Linked DNA regions of Canis lupus: region 2 is linked to region 1. Evidence: chromatin contacts called from public Hi-C data. All regions are on one chromosome and are shown on one strand. Each heading gives the region's core, a stretch centred on a gene start, on an enhancer-like site or on the middle of the called end of the contact. The rest is flanking DNA. Distances are from core to core; before and after follow the strand shown.

What was found. Hi-C and Micro-C count contacts between places; a contact is called where the count stands out from the background.
Region 2: a contact with region 1 is called in a Hi-C map of skin fibroblasts, with 6 times the contacts expected there. The contact joins two enhancer-like sites. A contact is called at or near these places in 2 of 9 Hi-C or Micro-C datasets (amygdala and skin fibroblasts).

What each region holds. Positions count from the first base shown.
Region 1 is chr14:38,903,301-38,908,710 of UU_Cfam_GSD_1.0, reverse strand. The region is part of intron 1 of LOC106559715 (a long non-coding RNA gene); the gene reads right to left. Among named protein-coding and RNA genes, the nearest start is that of NPVF, 160 kb to the right of the region's middle. Within about 2 kb of position 2,885, at least 2 of the 20 cell types and tissues checked have an H3K27ac peak or open chromatin away from gene starts, as enhancers often do.
Region 2 is chr14:39,311,313-39,316,722 of UU_Cfam_GSD_1.0, reverse strand. No RefSeq gene overlaps it. Among named protein-coding and RNA genes, the nearest start is that of MIR148A, 80 kb to the left of the region's middle. Within about 2 kb of position 3,337, at least 9 of the 20 cell types and tissues checked have an H3K27ac peak or open chromatin away from gene starts, as enhancers often do.

The DNA.
Region 1 (5,410 bases), core at 1,636-4,135:
ACACTGAATACGTTACTTGGGCACTAGAGCCCCAGCTTCCTTATTTGTAAAACAGGAATACCATTAATTTCTAACTCCAAGTTGTTAAGGATTTCATGATGTATTGCATTTAAATTGCTCAGCAAACTTTTGGCACGAAGTAAATGCTCAAGGACTGCTAGCTAAGAAAAGCAGAAAAGTATTTCTGTGTTTGGTGAAGGACAGCTTGGCCCGTATTTTCCAAATCTGAAACTTAATAGACTGAGGCTCATTGACTCTGGTGAAAAGGAACACATTGCACATTTTAAAACTTGACCAGAGCTGGACCCTCTTTTGCTATAGCAATTCTGAAATTGACTATTAACGATCACACAAAAGCATTGGCAGAGATGTTATATTTACACTGATAAAACAAAACAAAACAAAACAAAAGCCATGTTATTATGAAACCTTAAAGAAAGGCCTTACCTCTGAACTACAAAAGGATGAATTTGGAGATGATCAAAGGTGATCTGATTCAGATTTAAACTGCAAAAATTTCTGCAGATTTACCATATGCTATCACTCTTTTTTTATTCTTTTAAGATCTGCGCATTTTTGGTAACTTTAGGGAAAAGATAACAGGATTTTTTTTTTTAGCTTTATTGAGATAGGGTTTGTATATAGAAAACTGCACATAATTCATGTAAACAATTTTGTGTAATTGGATATATTTGTCCACTCATGTTACCGTTATCACAGTCCCAGTACTAAATATATAAGGGACCAGGATTTTTTGAAGACCATAGCAAACTTAAGTGGAACAAAATACCCACAGATGCTCCACACACCTGATTTCATTTCCAATCTCATCTTTTTCATCCAGTAATATAGAAATTGATAATTCGCAATAAATGAGAAAGGTCAGAGGGGGCCCATGACTATTGTCTTCACCACTATTTTCTAGATGTCCTTCCTTCTACTTAAACCAATCCAAATCTCACTAATAGCACAGCTCAAGTCGGTCGGAAAAGGATGAGGACAGGTTAAGCCATCTGAAAATTCTAATATTTAGCCATTTTAAACAAAACAACTACATACAGCCAGATTTCCTACTAAACTCAAATGTAAGCAATGATTTACTCACATTTTCCTAAGCTCTCAAAAAAAAAATTTTTTTTTTTTTTTTTTTTTAAGAATCAAGAGGAAAGAAACCTACATCTTTTTGGAATCCAGCAAAGCAAGGCAGAGTTTGAGGAGATAGGACTCAAGTCCTGTTTCATATTTATTTTAAACAACTTGCCGTCTGGTAACATTTTTCTGTTCTATTTTTAATAGCTATAAAGTTTCTATCACATTCAGTAATTATCTTCGATCTCAAAAGGAGAAAGGAAATTCCATAATAAGAACTACATGAAACACTGAGTGTACAGGTGCCAGAAAATATTGTTTTGTTTAGTGGAGATGAGATCGTAAAAATATGGCTCTTTATAATGCATGTTCTCAAGTTTATTTATAGACACTGTGACACCCACTCTTAAACTCCTTATTTAATCACTAACAGAAACATTATTTCGAAAGGGAATAAGGGTGGTGAAAATATATTTTTAAATGGTATATTCTCTAGAGCAGTCTCATTTTTTCTTACTATTATCAGCTGCAACTACCCAGAAAAAAAAAAAAGCAGGAGGCAATTTAAGCCACAACAAACAAAAGCGTTTTAAATTTCTCAGGGGCAAGCTGCACTCCATCTTGAAGGAAATTGGAAGGGATATCAGAGAGAATTTATTGTCTGATGACCACCCCTAGTTATTTAAGTGAAAGCTGTAAGGGAAAAATACAGCAGCAGTTAAGAGATCTGATATAAACTTTCTTTAAGGGCGGGCAACACGTTGAGAGATTTTAAGATTTCATGAATTTTCTGCTTTGGGACCATGGAGATACCTCTGCAGATGTTAATATATCGTTAGCATTTTTGTGTGTGGTATAATTGCATCTTAAGCAATTATACCAGGTTATTATGATTACTTTTGAAAGGGCAAAATAATGACCTCACTGATAGTGAATGCCATTCAGTGCAGTTAAGAGTAAAAACGTCTACCACCTTGACCACTCACAGCGGTGTCATTAATAGTTACTTTTTTCCCACTTATGGATAATGTGCATTAACTGGACATTAGAAAAGTAAATAGTGCATTTCTGACTACTAGAAAGTATTTCCCTAAACGAAAAAAATTATAGAACACAAAATGATACACCATACTAAAGTACCTACAAAGATTATCCTTTCTTTGTGGGTATGAGCCTCACTTCTTAAAGGCTCCTTCATTATCTAATAGAGAGCTCGTTAATAAATGCAGTAGAGTTAACCATCTATCTATATTTTTTAATCTCAATATCTTATGTTCTCCGTGGGAGGTAGGTTTACAAGGGTTTATTCCAGAAAAGACACTGGGATAATGGTTTTTGATGCAGAATATTAACAGTGGAAAAGTTTTATCTACTTACCATGAAATGAAAGGCATTTTTCAGGATACCCAGTCACTTTTAATGAAGGGGAGTGGGATATGGAGAGAACAAAAAAGAGAAGAATTTTTGTATATATTCCTCATAGACTCACTTTGGATTTTTCAGCTCAGTCGGTGAAGCAAATGAGGCAAGCATATCCCTGTGTTTAATTTTTTTACTGATCGAGACAATGAGTACAAGTAGCCCACCAAGGCCACCCCTCATTTCCATGGAAAGCCTGGCAGCTGCCGAACTTCTGATTAGAGTAAGATCCACTGTAGAACCCCAGACTGGCAAGTCACAGAGGCCGACGGCCCTATACCCTGTTAAGGCATTGGGTTTTCTTCTGCTGACCCATGACATGGGTAAATAACGATAACCTTCACCAAGAAATACAAACTGCTCCCAGGGCGACACTGGGGGGCTCTGGCAGAGAGCAAGTGTCCCACTGGCATGAGTTGTGCTCATCATGACTGTGAAGAGCGTCAGTTAAAAGCAGTAGACAAGGAATTCTGGAAACCTGATTGCTGATTATCAGTTATCAGACTGCAGAGCACGGCTGGGAAAACCCCCACACAAAATCTCTTTGTTATCCAATTCAGATGAGTGGTTTTCTCAGCTTTGTTTCCATTAAACATTTACAAAGAGATTATCCCAAGTTTTGCTTATTTAGTTGTTTTTGTTTTCTGGCTTAATGTGCAACACATTACCTAATAAAAATCACACCACATTAAACAGGCTGTGTTGAGTATACTGCAGTTAGTGCGACTTTACTGTGTTATTCTAAGTGTCTGTTCTCTGAATTCCCTTGGAATTTATGCTGTTAACTCCCACGAATATGAACAGACCTCCCAAGCCCGCAGTTACACATGCTGTATATTTATTAGGAGGCAACTTAACTTCTAGACGCTGCACAGAGGGCTGTATTTTGTCCCTGAACACTTGAGTTCCTGAACATACTTGTTTGAAAATGTCTCTTAAAATATATGGGTTAGCTGGACAGACGAAAAATTTTGTGTAATCAGAGAGAATGTTTAGAAACATTGTTTGGGGAGGGAAATAATGCTTTAGTGCTGCTTCCAAGAGAATAAACAGTGCAATGCCCCTTCTCTGGGGCCATGGGTATGCCGGGTATTGCTAATAAAACAAAGGAGAGGCAAGATCCTCAGGAAACAGTGGTACAAAAACATCAAATATTTAACCATTTGGCCTGGAAACATGTATGAGGACCCAAATCAGGTCCTTTCACTAATATGACGAATACTAAGATACCCCTTCAAAGGCCTTTCAGGGGGAAAGATAAGGCTACAATCAAAAAGAAAAATCTCTTGAAGTTTGTGGCTATGTATCTGAAGAGAAAGCTTTCATTTTATCAGTAAAGTTTTCATCTGATTTTAAAAGATTAGAGTTCATTTTATACTTGGTCTGAGGGGGGTAACTTTCCCCGTTTACTCTATAAAATATTTGTTTGGTATTGTCGCTTATGCTCCAACATTATAATCTTGTTGTATATGACACTCCATTTCCAATAAGAGAGAATTCACCCCAAACTGTGGTGGGGTTTAAATTTGTAACAATTGCTTCAGAGCAGTTCTGAAACATTAGCTGAATGTTGTTGAAAACAGTTTAATTTTTTTAAGTTCTTGATTTATTCTGATCTGTATGACTTCATAAAATCTAGTCGTGAAAAATCATGGATCCTGATAAAATCATAGATCAGAAAATATGTGCATATTATGCTTTTCTGAACTTGCATTTCACCCAAGCCCATCAAACCCTGGGAAAGGGTGTGGAATCACTGATGAAGTAGTGCCACTAACTGGAAACTTTCAGAATGGCAGCTATAAGTTCCTTTCCCTCAGAAAGATGTGAGCTCTACACACAAACGTCATTCTTAGGGAAAAAGAAAAAGAAAAAAAAAAAAAAAACCTGTTAGGTCTACCTAAGTGTCCTAATACTGTCCTAAATACTCAGTGTAACATTTAACCCTTTTCCTGTACTATTGTCTCTACCTAGAAAAGAGAGATTCACTCCACATTGGAGAGGATGCTTTCCTAGACCTCTGAAGAATGAATGACCCCTCGTAAATACAGAGGGGTATGGCATGAAGAAAAGCTGAACTCCAACATTGTAGACTTGCAACTTAGGCATATATATGGTTAGTGCACATGTGTGCATTCCAGGACGTTAAAATTCCTCATCTGTAAAATGAGGGTAATATGGGTATCTGCTTCGCAGAAAAATTGGAGAATAAAAGGAGATAATGCCTATAAAGTGCTGAGCACAGTGCCTGGCACATACTATCAATGAATAACGGGAGGCATTATTAAAAACAGCTACTTAACTTCTTTTAAAACATCTGAATTCACATGCATAGTGTTGGCAAAGACTGCAAGACAACGTCAGATCCAGCTCCTGTCCCACAAAGAAAGCTTCCCCACTTTTCCTTAAAATCATGAGAAAATAGGGATCTTAGTAAGGTAAACCCCTGGCCAGGTTCTCCACCTGCTGCAGTCTGGCCTCAGTCTCCCCATCCAGCACCACGGACCTCCACCTAACCTGCCACCTCAAGCTGCTAGCTTTCCTTCCAGCCTCCCAGCAGGCCATCTGCCCCCACCTGTGTCGGGTTTCCTCTTCATTCCATCTTGCTCTGTTTATTGAAGGCCCACTTTTCTTGGAGACTTAGGTTTCACCCTTTCTGTGACTCTATCACCCCCTCCCTTGCCCACCACCCATTCATCCCACACCAGGGAAGTGTTAGTACTGGTGGTTTTTCCTCCCCACCCCCCCAGCCCCGTTTTAACTTGCTTTTGCAGAGCTGCAAATTCCTGACCAGCAAGCACAAGATGCTAACCATCACAGCACCCCCCCAAAAGTCGCTGGCTTGCTTCTTTTCATGATTATTCATCACAGCGATGAAAATGCAGTTTCATACCTGCAGCTG
Region 2 (5,410 bases), core at 2,088-4,587, 410 kb before region 1:
AGGGAAAACTCTGTCCTTGTCATCCTTTCCTCGCGGGCTGGGAAGCAGGGTCACTGAGTCCTGGGCTCTCCTTCCACAGTCTCTGGGCTGAGTTCACACGCGCAGGTGGAGGTGAACCCCTCTTTGCCCTGGGGGCTGCAGATGCACGCCTTGCCCAGCACTCAGGGGCGGGGTTCAGAAACCGACGTTAAAACGCGGAGCAAGTTGCAGGGGAGTCGGAGGTCAGTCACTTCTGCTGCTCCTCCTATGACCCGGGGCTGTCTCTCAAATAAATGCTCATTGCTTTTTTTTTTTTTAATTTGCCCTTAAATTTCATTATTTTGGTGCCTGATCTTTAAATATGCCTCAATGCATCACATAATCTTTTTTTACACCCCCCCCCGAATTTGTTTGTCTCTTGGGGTTCTCTATGCTTTCTATTTTTTTTTTATCAGTAGTGTAGCTTTATTTTGGAAAAGAAGAATTTTCTCCTTGGAAGTGGGGCCAATGATCAAATCTCCAACTCCTCTTTTCCTGGAACTTAATCCTGCATTTACTCCTGGATCATGAAACATTTAAACCATTTAACACGTCCATGACTGATCAACTTTAGAATTATGATCTACTTTTAAAATTGGAAATGTTATCTTGGTGTGTATATGTGCGTGTCTTGTTATTGACAGATCATGTTACTCTCCTTTCCGTGGAAAAAAGAATACTTGCACGTGTGAATTTGAGTATTTGTTCATCTAGAGCAACGATGTCTGCTAAGCTTGATTTTTTTTTTCAGATACTTCTTTGCATCTCATATTCAGAGTATTAACAACATTCAAACTCAAAACAAAACACCTCTTCCAGTGTTGTGGAGGGAGGTCCACTGACGTCCAACAACAGATGCCTTTTCTTTACTTTTTGTTTGTTTGTTTTCTTTCCTTAACTTTTCTTCTCCCTCCCCTTGGTCCACAGCTCCTTTAGTTATTTTGGCCTGGGTGAGCACCAGCTGTAAACTCCATGTTTGGGTTGGTTCTGCGACAGTCGCATCCCATGCGCGATCTGAGTGCAGCTCTGGGGGACATGCAGAAGCACACTAGCTGTCATTCTCAGAGGAAAGACATCCCACGTTAATGCCCGCCTGGGAAGAATCCCGGAAAGCCGAGAATTCCTACGAGCTGCAGCCCACTAAGCGACCAAGGACTACAAGGATCACTGCCTCTTAGACTTTTGACAAACGGTGTTGGGCTTGATTTTAAAATTCTGTTTAGTTGTTGTTGCTGCTGGGAATGTGGGCCTTTCTGATGAAGACCTTCCTGGCCTTCCAGCGCAGGTCGTCTCCCTGACCGCCACTCGGATGGCTTTCATTTAGGGAGGGCCGGCCTTCAGGTGACATTTCCCCCTAATCTAACAGTCAACTGCAAGTTGTTTAGTTCACATTTGGGGCTTTTAGCGCGGAAAAGCCTGTGGAAAAGGCTCGACTTGACTTTTACCATCACATCCCCAAAGCAGGGCCCCCTCCAGAGCGCTCGCCTGGTCCCGCGGTGCCCCTAGCGCGGTGTCTAGCGTGGAGTTACAGGCCGGGACCGAGCCAAGATCAGAGGCTGCAGGGCTCGCCCGAGTTTAAAGGGAGCCTTGCTACCGGAAGTCATTTGACAGATCTCAGGCAGGCCTTTCTTCTAATCTTTACTGCTCGGCAGAGCTTTGCAAATCTCTAAACACGCTGTAACCGTCTTCAAACAGTGTTCCAGACACACTTGAGGGTGGGGTTTTACTTTAGGACCGGGTGGCAGGGAAGCTGCATCTGCAGAGGCCACCTCCACAGTCGGGTCTGTACCCTTTCCAGCTCTTCTTGAGACCCTTATCTCCTCCGGTTAAGCGGGTTCCCACGCCTCCGTCCGCCCACCCAGCCCCAGGAGCCCTCCGGTCCCGGGAGGCCTGGGTCTCAGTCGACCTCCTGCTGGAGAATCCCGCTGCGCCCCAGTGGCGGGCGGCAGCGGGAGAACCCCTCGGGAGCTTAGCCGGGAGCGGCAGGGGCGGGGCAGGTGATTTATGACCCTGATCAACTTTTTAGGAAGCAGAAATTAACCTGAAGGGGATTAGGCTCGAGCTTTGAAGTTCACGGTTTTGTTTTCCTTCAACTCAGCCCTGCGATCAAACGGTTCTTGATTCTTTCTGCCCGCCTCCTCCAACTCCTCCCTAGGTCTCTCATCACCCCACTCCTATCCCCCAGCAACTTTCCCTATATGGATTTTCATAATTAAAAAAAAAAAAAGAAAGAGAAAAGGAAAATGAAAAAAAAAAAAAAAAAAAACCCTTCCAGACCAGAGACTGAAGTTCCTGACTGTGACCTAGTGAACGGAGGCAACATAGTGTCTGTCCCCTCTGACTTCTTGGAATCGTGTTTTACGCTAGAATCTGTTATTTATATTTGGAGGTGGGGAGTAGTAAATTTAAGTCCCCCCCCCCCCTTTTTTTTCCTTTTTCTTTTGGCTCCTTCTCGTTTGTTCCACTCTCAGGGATGGATCTTCCTTCGCAGAGCAGAAGCCCAGCCAGGGTTGGGGTGATCAGTGGCTCTGTGGGTGACCATTAACTTCTCAGCGCGTCCTCCAGGTACAGCAGGTTTGTGGATTCCTCTCCTAGTTGACCAGAGTATTCAAACTCGGACGGGAAAGATCTCCCTTGCCGCCTGGCGCTCTTACCTTGGCCCCCCTTTATTTCCATACCTTTAGACTCCTCTCCCGCCACCCGCCTCCCCCCGCCCCGCCGCCCGCACTCGCCTCCCCCTAGCCCCCAAACTGCAGGTCTCCAGGGGGAATCTGTCTCCTGCGGTTTTTTCCCGCAGGCGCCTGCTGAAAAGGCAATTTCCTTGGGGGTGTGGTTGGGGCGAGAGAAAAACAGAAACCAGGATTGTTTGGGGCCTGAAACCATCCAAGTTTTATTGCATCCGCTACAAAGTCAACTAACTCTTAATGAGCATCCAAGCGGAAAAAGGCCGAGGTTTACTCGGTGTTAAGGCAGAGGTGGTGGTGGGGGGGGGGTGGGGTGGGGGGGGGTTGCTTATTTCTTTTTCTTGCAACCAAAGGTTGCAACACCTTCCTAAGGGGCTCTTCCCAACGCCAAGAGTACAGACAAGAAAGTCGAAAGGCATCAGGTTTCAGCTCCCTGAGATCGAAGATCATTCGGCCACGAGGACCTTCTAAGTTGGCCCTGTCTACAGCTTGTAATGAAAAGGATAATCTGTCTTGTAATAAAAAACAGGACTCACACAAACAAACCCAGCATCCAACCGCCTTCCACCGCGCCTCGCTCTTCCCTAATAGGGGCCAGTGACAAAATTGCCATCCAGTTCCACCCGAAAAAAGAGGAAGCAGTAGATCTTCCTTTTAATAACTTCCCAAAGTGTTACAAATAATAAAAGGGACGCATAAATCATCGCGGGCGCGACTGAACGTGGAGCACGGGAGGATTTACTCCTCTCAAACCTTGACTCCCAACCGCGTCCTCATTGGCTGCTTCCCTGTAGCCCGGCCCCCCCAGTCCGCCCTCTTATTGGTCTGTCAGGCTAGGTGACGCGCGGAGGGGGCGTGGCGTCGGCGGGGGCAGGAGTCTAGCAGTGCGCATGCTCCCTGTGGCGTGAGCGTGTGATTGACAGCTGTGCGCGCCTGCGCGTGCGTGAGAGTGGGTGGCGGCGGGGTGCTGGGGGCGCGGGGGTGCTGGTGGTGATAGTGGTGGCGAAGAGTGCTCGAATTGAGGCTGCCTCTGCCCGCTCTGTGGGTGCAGTCCTCTTCGCGGGCATTTTCCGCTGAGTCAGAAGGGCTGACAGTTACAGACCTAGACTCCCCGGGCTTGGGAGACGGCCTGGAAGCGATTTAGGGAGGGTCTCCAGCAGTAGGCTAATTGGAAAGGGAGCAAGGAGAAGTAGAAGGCATGCTCCACTGTGTTTGAAGAAGATACTTAAAAATACCCGGGAAGAGATGTGATTTTGCCGCTGTGTCGGTGTGTGCATTTCCTGCGAAGCGCGCACTAAATCACAGCCCACACACCTCTTGCCCACCTTTGCTCAGCTCCCACCCAGCCCGGTCCCCTGCAGGCTCGGGTACACGCGGGCGCGAGCACATCTGAGTCCCTCGTAGTCATGCAAATCAGGACCAACTTGCCAGAGACGCCGGAAATTCGGTGGTAATCCCTAACTGAAAGAAAGAAAGAAAGGAAAAAAAAAAAAAAAACAAAAAACGGGAAAAAAGCAAAAAGTCAAAAAGAAAGGGAGAAAGAAGTAAAAAAAAAAAAAAAATGAAAGAGGAAAGAAAAACAAAACTGGAAATACGTAGCAACCCGTAAGACACGAGTGTCAAAAATAAATAAAATACCGACCGGGGAGGGGGGGCAAAATTCGCTAGTGATTGAATGTGAAGTTTAAAATTAATTTCCCAACCTGGCTCGTGTCATAGAAACGACTGCAGCCTATTGCACTGTGGTTGTTAACGCCTCGTACAAAATTCTTGAGAGCCGAGGGCTGGCTCCGCGGGTTAGGAGAAACGTGGCTCCGTTGCCCTGTTGCATCCAAATTCTCCTCTCGGACAAGTTTCTTCGGTGTGTTGGAGCTGGGCGGAAAGGCTGGAGGGTGTTTTCCTATCACAACCTGTTAGTTCGATGCTTCGTGTTTGCATATATTTTAGGGAGATAGTAAAGGTTTTATAGCGGTGAACATTTTTTTTTTTTTAAAATGACAGTCGCCCAGGGTGAGTTTTGTCGCTAGCAAATTAAAGCTTCGGTTTTACGAATTCTGAGATTGAAAATGGGCAGTGAGCTCTTAGTAGGCCCTGAGATTTTTTTTTTCCCCTTTGTTTTCATTCTGGAGTGTGTGTGTGTGTGTGGGGGAAGGAAAGTACAAATACAAGTATTACAGATGCTCCATTCAACTACCGTCCTGTCTGTTGAGTGCACGGTAAAATAGATAAAAAGCAGAGTGTGAGAGATATATGACTGTTAAAAGCAAAATAATGTTCTTTTAAAATTTTCCCGTTGGTGCATTTTTTTTTTCTTTTGAAGCAGTGCTTTCAGCTTGCCTAAGTATTGAAAGCAGTGTTCTTAAAAACACTATCACAGTACTTTTATTCCGAGGCCTCATGCTCTCCTGAAATTTTGAAATAATCATTTACGATACATAATTATTAGTATTAATATTCTCTTTGCTTTTTATTTTGCCTTTGACTACTACTTATCAATATTTCAAAGCAGCAAGCATCAAATAAAATTGGTAAACAAGGCTTGGATAATTGTTTTTGTTTAATTGGATGTCTTTATTTTATTAGGTAAATACGCACTTAAATTTATTTTAAAGTAAGGAGCAAAAGAATACTTTTCTTTCGTATCGTTAGAACAAAGTGATTTTTCATTCTTCTCCGTCGGATTCTTTCCTGTCCAGCTGCCACAGCCG